Regions from separate parts of the Sus scrofa genome. Here regions 2 and 3 are each linked to region 1. A link is a contact called in public Hi-C and HiChIP or PLAC-seq data. All regions are on one chromosome and are shown on one strand. Each heading gives the region's core, a stretch centred on a gene start, on an enhancer-like site or on the middle of the called end of the contact. The rest is flanking DNA. Distances are from core to core; before and after follow the strand shown.

Region 1 (2,989 bases), core at 278-2,777:
AAATAGAGTTGCTATATGATCTGGCAATCCCACTTCTGGGCATATGTTCAGAGAAAAATTCTAATTTGAAAAGCAACATGCACCCCTATGTTCATTGGAAGCACTATTTACAATAGCCAAGACATGGAAGCAACTAAATGATGTCTATCAACAGACAATGAAGAACACACACACACTGGAATATTATTCAGCCATAAAAAGAATGAAACAATGCCATTTGCAGCAACATGGATGGACCTACAGATTATCATACTAACTGAAGTAAGTCAGAAAAAGAAAGACAAATACCATTGGTATCACTTATATGTAGAATCTAAAATATGACACAAATCACAAAACAAAAACAGACTCACAGGTATAGAGAAAAGAGACCAGTGGTTGCCAAGAGGGTGGGGGTGGAAAGGGAAGGATTGGGAGTTTGGGATTAGTAGATGCAAACTATTATGTATAGAATGGATAAATAAGGTCCTACTGTATAGCACAGGGAACTATAGTCAATATCCTGTGATAGGAGTTCCCATTGTGGCACAGTGGCTAACGAATCCAACTGGGAACTATGAGGTTGCATGTTCGATCCCTGGCCTTGCTCAGTGGGTTGAGGATCCAGCGTTGCCCTGAGCTGTGGTGTAGGTCGCAGACGTGGCTCAGATCCTGTGTTGCTGTAGCTCTGGCGTAGGCCGGTGGCTACAGCTCCGATTCAACCCCTAGCCTGGGAACCTCCACAGAGTGGCCCTAGAAAGGGCAAAAAGACAAAAAAAAAAAAAAAAAAAAAATCCTGTGATAAACCATAATGGAAAAGAATATGAAAAAGAATATATATGTATGACTGAATCACTTTGCTGTACAGCAGAAATTAATACAACATTGTAACTCAACTATACTTCAATAAAATTTTAAAAAACCTACTTAGGTCCTTGATCTAAAAATGTAGGGAGGAGGAAATAGTCATGAAACCAGGAAAGCCCAAGCATGCCGATGTGCTCACAGCTCTAAAAACAACTGCAAAAGTGCAGCATTTCCACACTGAAGCTTTGTTAAAAGGTAGTAGCAGGGCAAGCCCAATTATTACTGCAAATATATCCTGTGAATCTATGAACCTTCACTGGGCTGAAGTTACAGGAAAATGTATTCCCTCCCCAACTCTCAAACCCCTATTCCCATCACAAAACAGCAAAGTCATGGGCCAGGAACTGTGATTTTAGCCTTTCTCTGAAGACTGTTCTCCTGGCTCCTGATAGCTTGGACATCAGCCCATGGACCTGTTCTTCAGAGGGAATGAATGCCAGCAGCCTGTGAGCTAACTTAGCCTGAACTTCACCCTTGAGACACAGAACCTGGCTCCAGAAGACAAGGCGAGAACAGGTCAGGGAAAAGAAGTCTTCAATAGCTGATAGCTAGAAGCCACCCTCTGAAAGTCGCTGTCACGAGGAAGAAGATCAGGGTCCCCTGACGGTTCCCACACATTGCCTGCCCCCGTTCTGACTCCTCTCTCCATCCGCCCAGCTCAATCCTCTCCCCAATGGGCCTCCACACCCCACAGTCAGAGACGTTGATGCTATCCTGAGTGAACGCTAAAGGCAACCCAGGAGGCTTTGAAAAACAAATTCCAATGATCCATTTGGAGGAAATACGCCAGAGAAATAAAAAGGCAACATTTTGACTAGCATCTCCAGCACGGAGCATCATGCGCGGTGCAAGTGAAACAACGCTTCAATCCTGAGCTTCAAGACAGTGAAGAAACGTCTATCTCGCCTTTGTTTGTGGGGAATTTCCTGAGAAATGCCCAGCTCTGCTGCTTTCATTCTGTATTCTTAGCCAAACGCAAGTCCTGAACCACACACTAGAGGTCGCTGTTCATTACACTCCAACCTCACCTCCCGCCGGCTGGACCCCCTCGCATCTCCACCATAGGGGGAGAACCTGCAGGCTTTGGCGGCAGGAAAATCGGCTTGGTTACACCCAGGTGGAGTGTGCCAGGATGCAGAGGCTTGCAAGTTCGTTGCCCTTCATTAGACAGACAGAAGTATAAAAAAGAGAAAAAAGCAAATTATTAAAGATGCTTTGCATTAATTAGAGTTGTAAAGTACTACATTACTTGTGACATTTAAACACTCCCCGATGCCTTCCCCACCCCAACTTCCCAGTGGCATCACTTCTTTCCAGGTGACCCATCACGTACAATAAGAAGGACCTGAATAAAAGCTAAGGTTTTAACGCAGACGGTACCTGCAGCTAGCCACCACCACCGACGCCACTGGGTTGGTATCCTTCCCAGCTGGTTCTGTGCCCAGAATATAAAACAGCTAAGGAATAGAATGACAATAAAGCAGATAACACTGTAAGCAATCACAGCCTCTCTTGATGCTGAGATTTCTAGAGCTGCTACTCAAACAGGGATACTACTCTAATCAAAGCCCATTATCAATGAACCAGGATGCAGGCTGGCTGACTCCTAGGATCCCTTTCCTAATTCTCCTAATTATGTCCACCTGTTCCTTCTTTAATCCTGACTTAGTAAGTTTCCATTCCACCAACACAGACCGATCCCAAAGGCGATGTGGAGGCTGGAGCTGATGTAAAAGTCAGAGGTGGTACTGTTTCCAGACAAGTCATGAATGTTTATTTAGTGTTTGCTGCCTTCCCACTCTGTCCTTTACTCTAGAATCCAAAGTTGACTGTAAATGGTGACGTAGGGTCATGACACATGCAGCCACTGCTACAAGACAGTGTACGATTCAGCATTGAGGGCAGAGCACGTGGAGTTCCCGTGGTGGTTGTCGTTAACGAATCCGACTAGGAACCATGAAGTTAAGGTTATCCCTGGCCTCGCTCAGTGGGTTAAAGATCTGGCATTGCCACGAGCTGTGGTGTAGGCTGGTGGCTACAGCTCTGATTAGACCTCTAGCCTGGGAACCTCCATATGCCATGGGTTCGGCCCTAGACAAGACCAAAAAAAAAAAAAAAAAAAAAAAAAAAGAGATCATAGCAC
Region 2 (2,989 bases), core at 147-2,646, 280 kb after region 1:
TTTTGTTTGAGCAAAGTTGTCTTTGATATCAATTTTTTTTTTCATTATGGCCTCACCCAAGGCATCTGGAAGTTCCCTGGCCAGGGATTGAATCAAAGCTGCAGCTGTAGTAATACCAGATCCTTTAATGCACTGCACCAGGCCAGGGATGGAACCCATGCCTCTGCAACAACCCAAGCCTCTGCTGTGGATTCTTAACCCACTGCACCACAGTGTGAACTCCTTATATCAAATTTTAACTGCTCTTAGGTATCCAGTTATGGGATCTGCTTACCCTTAAAAAAAAAAATAAAGTCCCCTCTACCCTGTTCCCTCTTACCCATTTATCTTTCAAGGTCTCCACTGGCCAGCTTTGTTAGCCAAAATGTACAGACCTTTCCATGGTCACAGTTAGAAAATGAGCCTCTGAAAGAAGAGGGACCAAAGGTCCTCGGGGAATGGACCAGCCCTATGAACTGCCTTGGTGGAAGCCCTCATTCCTCTGATCCTACAGCCAGAATTACACAGAAAGTATTTCCTTTTGTTTTCATGTAAAACCTATTTATGCAGCTGCTTCAGGAATCTGGCATAAAACATATGGGGGTGGGGGGAATCACAAAGTGAAATAAGAAATCCAGAGGAGCAGATAAAACCACATTTTTCATTGTCAATCCTGAAATGACCCATTGATGTTTAACTTTGTTCTTAATTTGGAATTCCTCTCAAAACTATGATGTTAAAAGAATATCAGGTCCCTTTGTAATTGCGGGCTATAAAATTTTCTCAAACTTGAGTCAAGTGTGACCACAGTGTGTAACAGTGTAACTTGATTGACTGTGTCGGGGTTTCTAAGTGTTGTGACCTTGTCACCCAGACTGTCTTGTCCCCTATTCATGTCCTCATCAATAAAAGGAAAGGGGAGTTCCCATCGTGACTCAGCAAAAACAAATAGATCATACATGAGGTTACAGGTTCCATCCCTGGCCTTGCTTAATGGGTTAAGGATCTGACATTGCCTTGAGCTGTAGTGTAGGTCGCAGATGTGGCTTGGATCCCGTGTTGCTGTAGCTGTGGTGTAGATTAGCAGCTACAACTCCTATTCGACCCCTAGCTGCAGTTGCAGCCCTAAAAAGACAAAATATTAAAAAACAAAAACAAAAAAAAATTAATTTAAAAAAATTAAAAGAAAGGAAATAATCACTAGTTTCTAGTTTTTGTTTGACATGAAATGGCAAATAGTACATTCCTGTATTTGTATTTGGCTTTTGGCCTTTGATTTCAATTCCAGTTCCTCAAACAGTGGGACAGTTCTGTTCAACCACAAGGTCCGTTAGGTTCTTGCACCACAGAACATGTGGGAATTAATTCTTCCCTTTGTTGGAAGCTGACATCGATGAGAAATCCTCCCTCTCCCACTTATGTCACAGATGACTTGCAGTGAGCTGGGCATCAACTCAAATCATCTTTACTCTGGGGTTGGAAGTTCCAGAATATCGTGTCAGTGAATTAACCCTGGCTTCAGGCCCAGAGGAAAGGCTGGCTGTTAACACTGGTGTGTCCACCTTCCATATTGTTGGGAGAGTAACATCATGTTATTGTTTTTTGCGGGTGTTTGTTTCCATGCTGGGAGGCGTTGATTTGCCCCTCTGAATGCCACACGTGATAGCTCCTCATTCTGTTCTGAAGGCTGGAGAATGGTCGTTATAGTCAAAGAGACATGAATTTGAAACCTGACCTCATCACTTCCTCGCAGTGTGCTCTTGGGCAAATTCCTTAATCAGTTTAGGTTTTCTACAGTAAAATGGATCAAACAAAGAAAATGTAGAGACCTAGCACAATGCCTGGTGTACAGCAGGGTCTCAAAATTGTTTATCCCTGTTCCCTTTCCTTCTTTTCAGTGGAAACTTCTGGGAGGAAGCCTAAAAGATAAGGTTTCCTATGAATTCTTTGGTGGGAGGTATTGTTTTAACCACTATCATTCCTACAAAAAGAATAAGGGAGAATAAGTTCTATGGGAGTCATGAGAGGCAGCAGGGCCTAGCCTCATGGTTCTCAAAGTGCCACCCTGGACCAGCAGTTCTGGAATCATCTGGGCACGTGTCACAAATGCATGTTCCCAGGCCCCACCCCAAACTTACTGATGCAGAAACTTTGCAGCGAGGCCCCTCAGCCTGTGTATGCACAAGGGTTCCAGACCATTCTCACATGAAGTTTGAGAACCACTGGTGTGGTGCTAAGAACAGCAGACTAGCGTCTTTCGTATTCTGTTGCATAAGCCAGCAGCCATTTCTCCAGGCTGGGCCTCGCCACCCCATCATCCTCTGAGATCTCGTCCATTTCTGGCATCTTGTGGTCTGGTCTCAATCCAGCTGTGTCCAAGCAGCATTTTCTTAGTGACCTTTTCTAAAAAGTAGAGTAAGACAACTGTGTTTTCATTATTTCTAAAGTAGCACATTTGTCATTGCACAAAATGAAAGTAAGCAGAATCAGGAAACTGAGAACCATCCAGAATCTCAGCATCCAGAGATGTTTTTTGTGCTGTGTGCTCCCAGTCCTTTTTTTTTTTTTTTTTTAATGTGAATACACATGTATATGTATATAGACCATAAGCATCTCCCCAGTTCATTCAGCATCAATCTCCTGGGTGTCACTCTATGCCAGGCAGTTTGGGGCTCTGTGGATACACCGTGAACAGTTAGGAAAAGCCCCCACGGAGCTTTCATTCTCCTGGGGGTGGAGGGGGGGACCAGTAAACAAGAAAATAAGTAATTAAATAAGGTCATTTCTGGTAGTGTTAAGTGCTATGAAGGAAATAAAACAGGGTGATAAGACAAGGGCAGTGGCCACTTGAGAGTTGATGTCAGGGAAAAAACCTTCTCTGATAAGGTGACATTTGAGCTGAGACCTGACTCCTGGGAAGGAGCTGGCTGTATGAGTATTTGGGGGAAAAGCATTTCAGGCAAAGGGAAAAGCTTGTGCAGAGGCCCCAGAGGCCACCCTTCTGGCTAAA
Region 3 (2,989 bases), core at 315-2,814, 260 kb after region 1:
CCCAGGGTGGCCCCCGAAGGGGCTTAGTTACAGCACACTAAGGAGATGAGTGCCTGGCTTCTGGTCACTTCCCTACTGGAAACCTAACTACAGCCTGGGCCTCTCGTGATTCCGTTCGGGGTGGGGTTCGGGGGCAGGGGGGTGCAGAGAGGAGGCCCTGAGGCTGCTAGGGATGGGTGGACCGCTGCAGCATTCCTGCCCACACACGCACACTGCTGCCGCCTTCCTCCCGAAGACGACGTCTCTTATTCTTTCATGTCGTCTTGCAACCGGGAGAGAGTGTTTGCTTAGTTTTGCATAACAGACAGTAAATCTGTTGTTGGACTTGCAGCTTAGCCTTGCTTGTGCACCTCCGCGATCCCAGTGGGTCCTGCCTGCTGCAGCCATCCAGGCACTTGGTTCGCATTTCTCTTCTTCCTGGGACTTGGGCTTGAATGCAAGCAGATGGAAGCGAGCAGGCATGTGGAGGCAGTTAGAGGATTTCTTCCTCCAAGCAGTGCAGGCTTGCTCTCTTTGGTGTGTGGCTGTTCTTGCTCATTTTTATTTTCCATTTGGGTTTTGTCAGGCTGTCAGCTCTTTTTCCCAAGTCGTGTGTTTTTGCTCCTGGTTGCAGGCATGTGCAAGACAGGGTGACTTTGTTGCTTATTGTTTGGAGTCAAACTTTCCACACCGGGGTATGGATGATGCATTTTCACGATGGTGGTGTCGTCGCTTTGTATTTGTAAAATATTCTGCAACTTAGGCGCTTTCGCATACATCACCATTTCATTTGGTCTGGGCAGAGGCTCAGAAAAAAAATGACGGCTGTGCTCACTCTGCTAGTCAGTGTTTTTCCTGTCTTTACACCATCTCTGTAGTCACACCATGAAGGGGAGGGTGGTAGATCGAAATCTGTAAGCTTCTGCCTTGTTCCTTTTCTCTTTCTCGTTTCAGTCAATCAGTTATATGTTTTTTAAACACTTTATGAGCACACGGGTTTTCTGGTGGCATTTAAATATTGTAGCAGACAACCCTTGCCATCAGAGGGTTCCCAATCTAGCTGAGGAAAGAAGACCTACAACTATGGGTTTATGTGACAGCACACAGCAGGCACTGGGTGACTAGGTGTTGGATAGGTGGGTGAATAAATGAAGGCACAGAGGGTGCAGCAGCCTCGGGCTACCTGGCTGCCTGGGGCGAGAGGACGTGATCTTCTGCACTTGGGACTTACCAGTCCTCTAGGGCAGCTGAAGGAGAGCTCAAGATATCAGGAAATCATGTAGATATAGGCTGCAAAGGGTGAGTAGGGAACATGCCATTCTCCGCTCAAGATGGGACAAGGAGGAATTGGGGGTGGGGGGGAAGGCCACCAAGCAGACAAGAAGAAAGAGGTTGCTCATAAAATTGTGGGGAAAAGTGCTGGTGAAGTCACTCTGCCTGGAAAGTGTCTTCTGGATTTAAAACCCCACCATATTGCAGCAGTAGGAGCTAGAGAAGGCGATGGGGAGAGTCAGCAAGATACAGGACTTGGCCCTCTCCCTTAAGAGACTCTCCCACACACAGGAAATAGTGAAATAATGTGAATGCCCCACCCCCAAATGACCAAGGGCTGGGGACAAGCCCAGGAATGGAGAGGCTCGGGGACCAGTGTAACCTGATTTGCTGAGGAAGGCTCCTTGGAGGGTGAGACTGGCGAGGGCTTGGCACGTGGAGGACACATGGGGAGAGCGTGGGCAAGTTGCGTGGAGCTGTGTACCATCGTGGGTGGGATTGTGTTGGGCCAGTGGGAGATGCTGGCAGAGATATGGGAGCGGGGGGCCAGGGAGCGCCAGTGTGGAAGGCGTGGAAGCCAGGCTGGCAACATGGCTGAGCAGGGCACTGAAGGTAGCAAATGGAATTGTTGTTTATGCCCAGCATTCTTGTTGATGTCCTGCCACCCCACGAGCTGAACTAGGTTGGATGTCACTGATGGTGTGAGAGTAAACTAAGGGAAGTAGATGCCGCCTTAGGCTGGGCACCGAACCTTTTCCTTGTCTCCTGGAGGCCAGATACTGCCTCTCCAGGAGGCAGAACAAACAGCAAGAAAGAATATTCTCTAGTAAGGCTGTCGGTAGGACACTGTTCTTATTGGTTGTTTTGGCTGCCATGAAACAAAGTTTGTGTTTTAGACCTTTGGAAACTCTAGGTATTTTCCTTATGATGACTTTTTAAAATAATATCCGTTAGCACACCCCCCCACCCAGTGTCAAGAACTTAGGAAATAATGAAATCACAAAGAACAAAACAAAAGCCACCTTTTATTCCATCACACAGAGACAGTAGGCACATTGTTAGTATTTTGTTCAATACGCTTTCCCAATACAAATTTGTAAATTATTAAAACTACTTTCAAATTTTACTTTTAACGCTTTATACCTTGTTTTTAAACTTGACAATAAACCAAGAATATTTTTCTAGGTTAATAAATTGACAATACGATTTTAGTGCTGTATCCTAGTCCATTATAGGACTGTACCATAGTTTATTTAATTAGTCGCAAAAGAAGCCAGTCTCCTATTTTTGCTCATTTTGGTTGTTTCCAATAAATTCAAGTTTTATGTATTTTACAAAGCAACATCATACCATAGTATTTTCTGATACTCTTTTGTTTTCCTGAAGTGACTTGCCTAGGCCAATCCAAATGCATATAGGAAATTCCTTATGAAGTTTCATCTTATTTGTAGTGTCACTCCCTCAAAAGCAGTTAATCAACCCCCAAGAAGAAAAGAATTGGATGTGTTGTTGCATGCTTCTCTACGACTGTTAAAAACACCAGCAGACCGAGCCCCATTGCTGATAGATATAGCCAAATACAGAATAAGAGTTTAGGGGTCTCAGTTGGATCAGGTGGTGCTTTGAATTTAAATACCATCCTGTGGTTGATTGTAGCAAAAGTTCAGCAACAACAAACTTGCTAAGTAACCCTCAATATTATCTTCATGTAGATGAAGAACCAAGCAGTAAAGAACTT

Evidence for each region. A called contact is a pair of places that touch in the nucleus more often than the background predicts. HiChIP or PLAC-seq counts read pairs in DNA pulled down with a chosen protein or histone mark.
Region 2: an H3K27ac HiChIP or PLAC-seq map of skeletal muscle shows a contact between it and region 1. The contact joins two enhancer-like sites. A contact is called at or near these places in 1 of 47 Hi-C or Micro-C datasets (embryonic fibroblasts) and 2 of 2 datasets of contacts at active chromatin or transcription factors (alveolar macrophages and skeletal muscle).
Region 3: a contact with region 1 is called in a Hi-C map of retroperitoneal adipose tissue, with 1.8 times the contacts expected there. The contact joins two enhancer-like sites. A contact is called at or near these places in 7 of 47 Hi-C or Micro-C datasets (embryonic fibroblasts, fibroblasts, heart right ventricle and 3 more) and 2 of 2 datasets of contacts at active chromatin or transcription factors (alveolar macrophages and skeletal muscle).

Annotation. Positions count from the first base shown.
Region 1 is chr1:77,944,904-77,947,892 of Sscrofa11.1, reverse strand. No RefSeq gene overlaps it. Among named protein-coding and RNA genes, the nearest start is that of WISP3, 59 kb to the left of the region's middle. Within about 2 kb of position 1,527, at least 13 of the 83 cell types and tissues checked have an H3K27ac peak or open chromatin away from gene starts, as enhancers often do. A contact at or near this core is called in retroperitoneal adipose tissue and skeletal muscle, where this site is marked.
Region 2 is chr1:77,665,213-77,668,201 of Sscrofa11.1, reverse strand. It overlaps a transcript of FYN not described here. Among named protein-coding and RNA genes, the nearest start is that of FYN, 24 kb to the right of the region's middle. Within about 2 kb of position 1,396, at least 15 of the 83 cell types and tissues checked have an H3K27ac peak or open chromatin away from gene starts, as enhancers often do. A contact at or near this core is called in skeletal muscle, where this site is marked.
Region 3 is chr1:77,687,951-77,690,939 of Sscrofa11.1, reverse strand. It overlaps a transcript of FYN not described here. Among named protein-coding and RNA genes, the nearest start is that of FYN, 47 kb to the right of the region's middle. Within about 2 kb of position 1,564, at least 19 of the 83 cell types and tissues checked have an H3K27ac peak or open chromatin away from gene starts, as enhancers often do. A contact at or near this core is called in retroperitoneal adipose tissue, where this site is marked.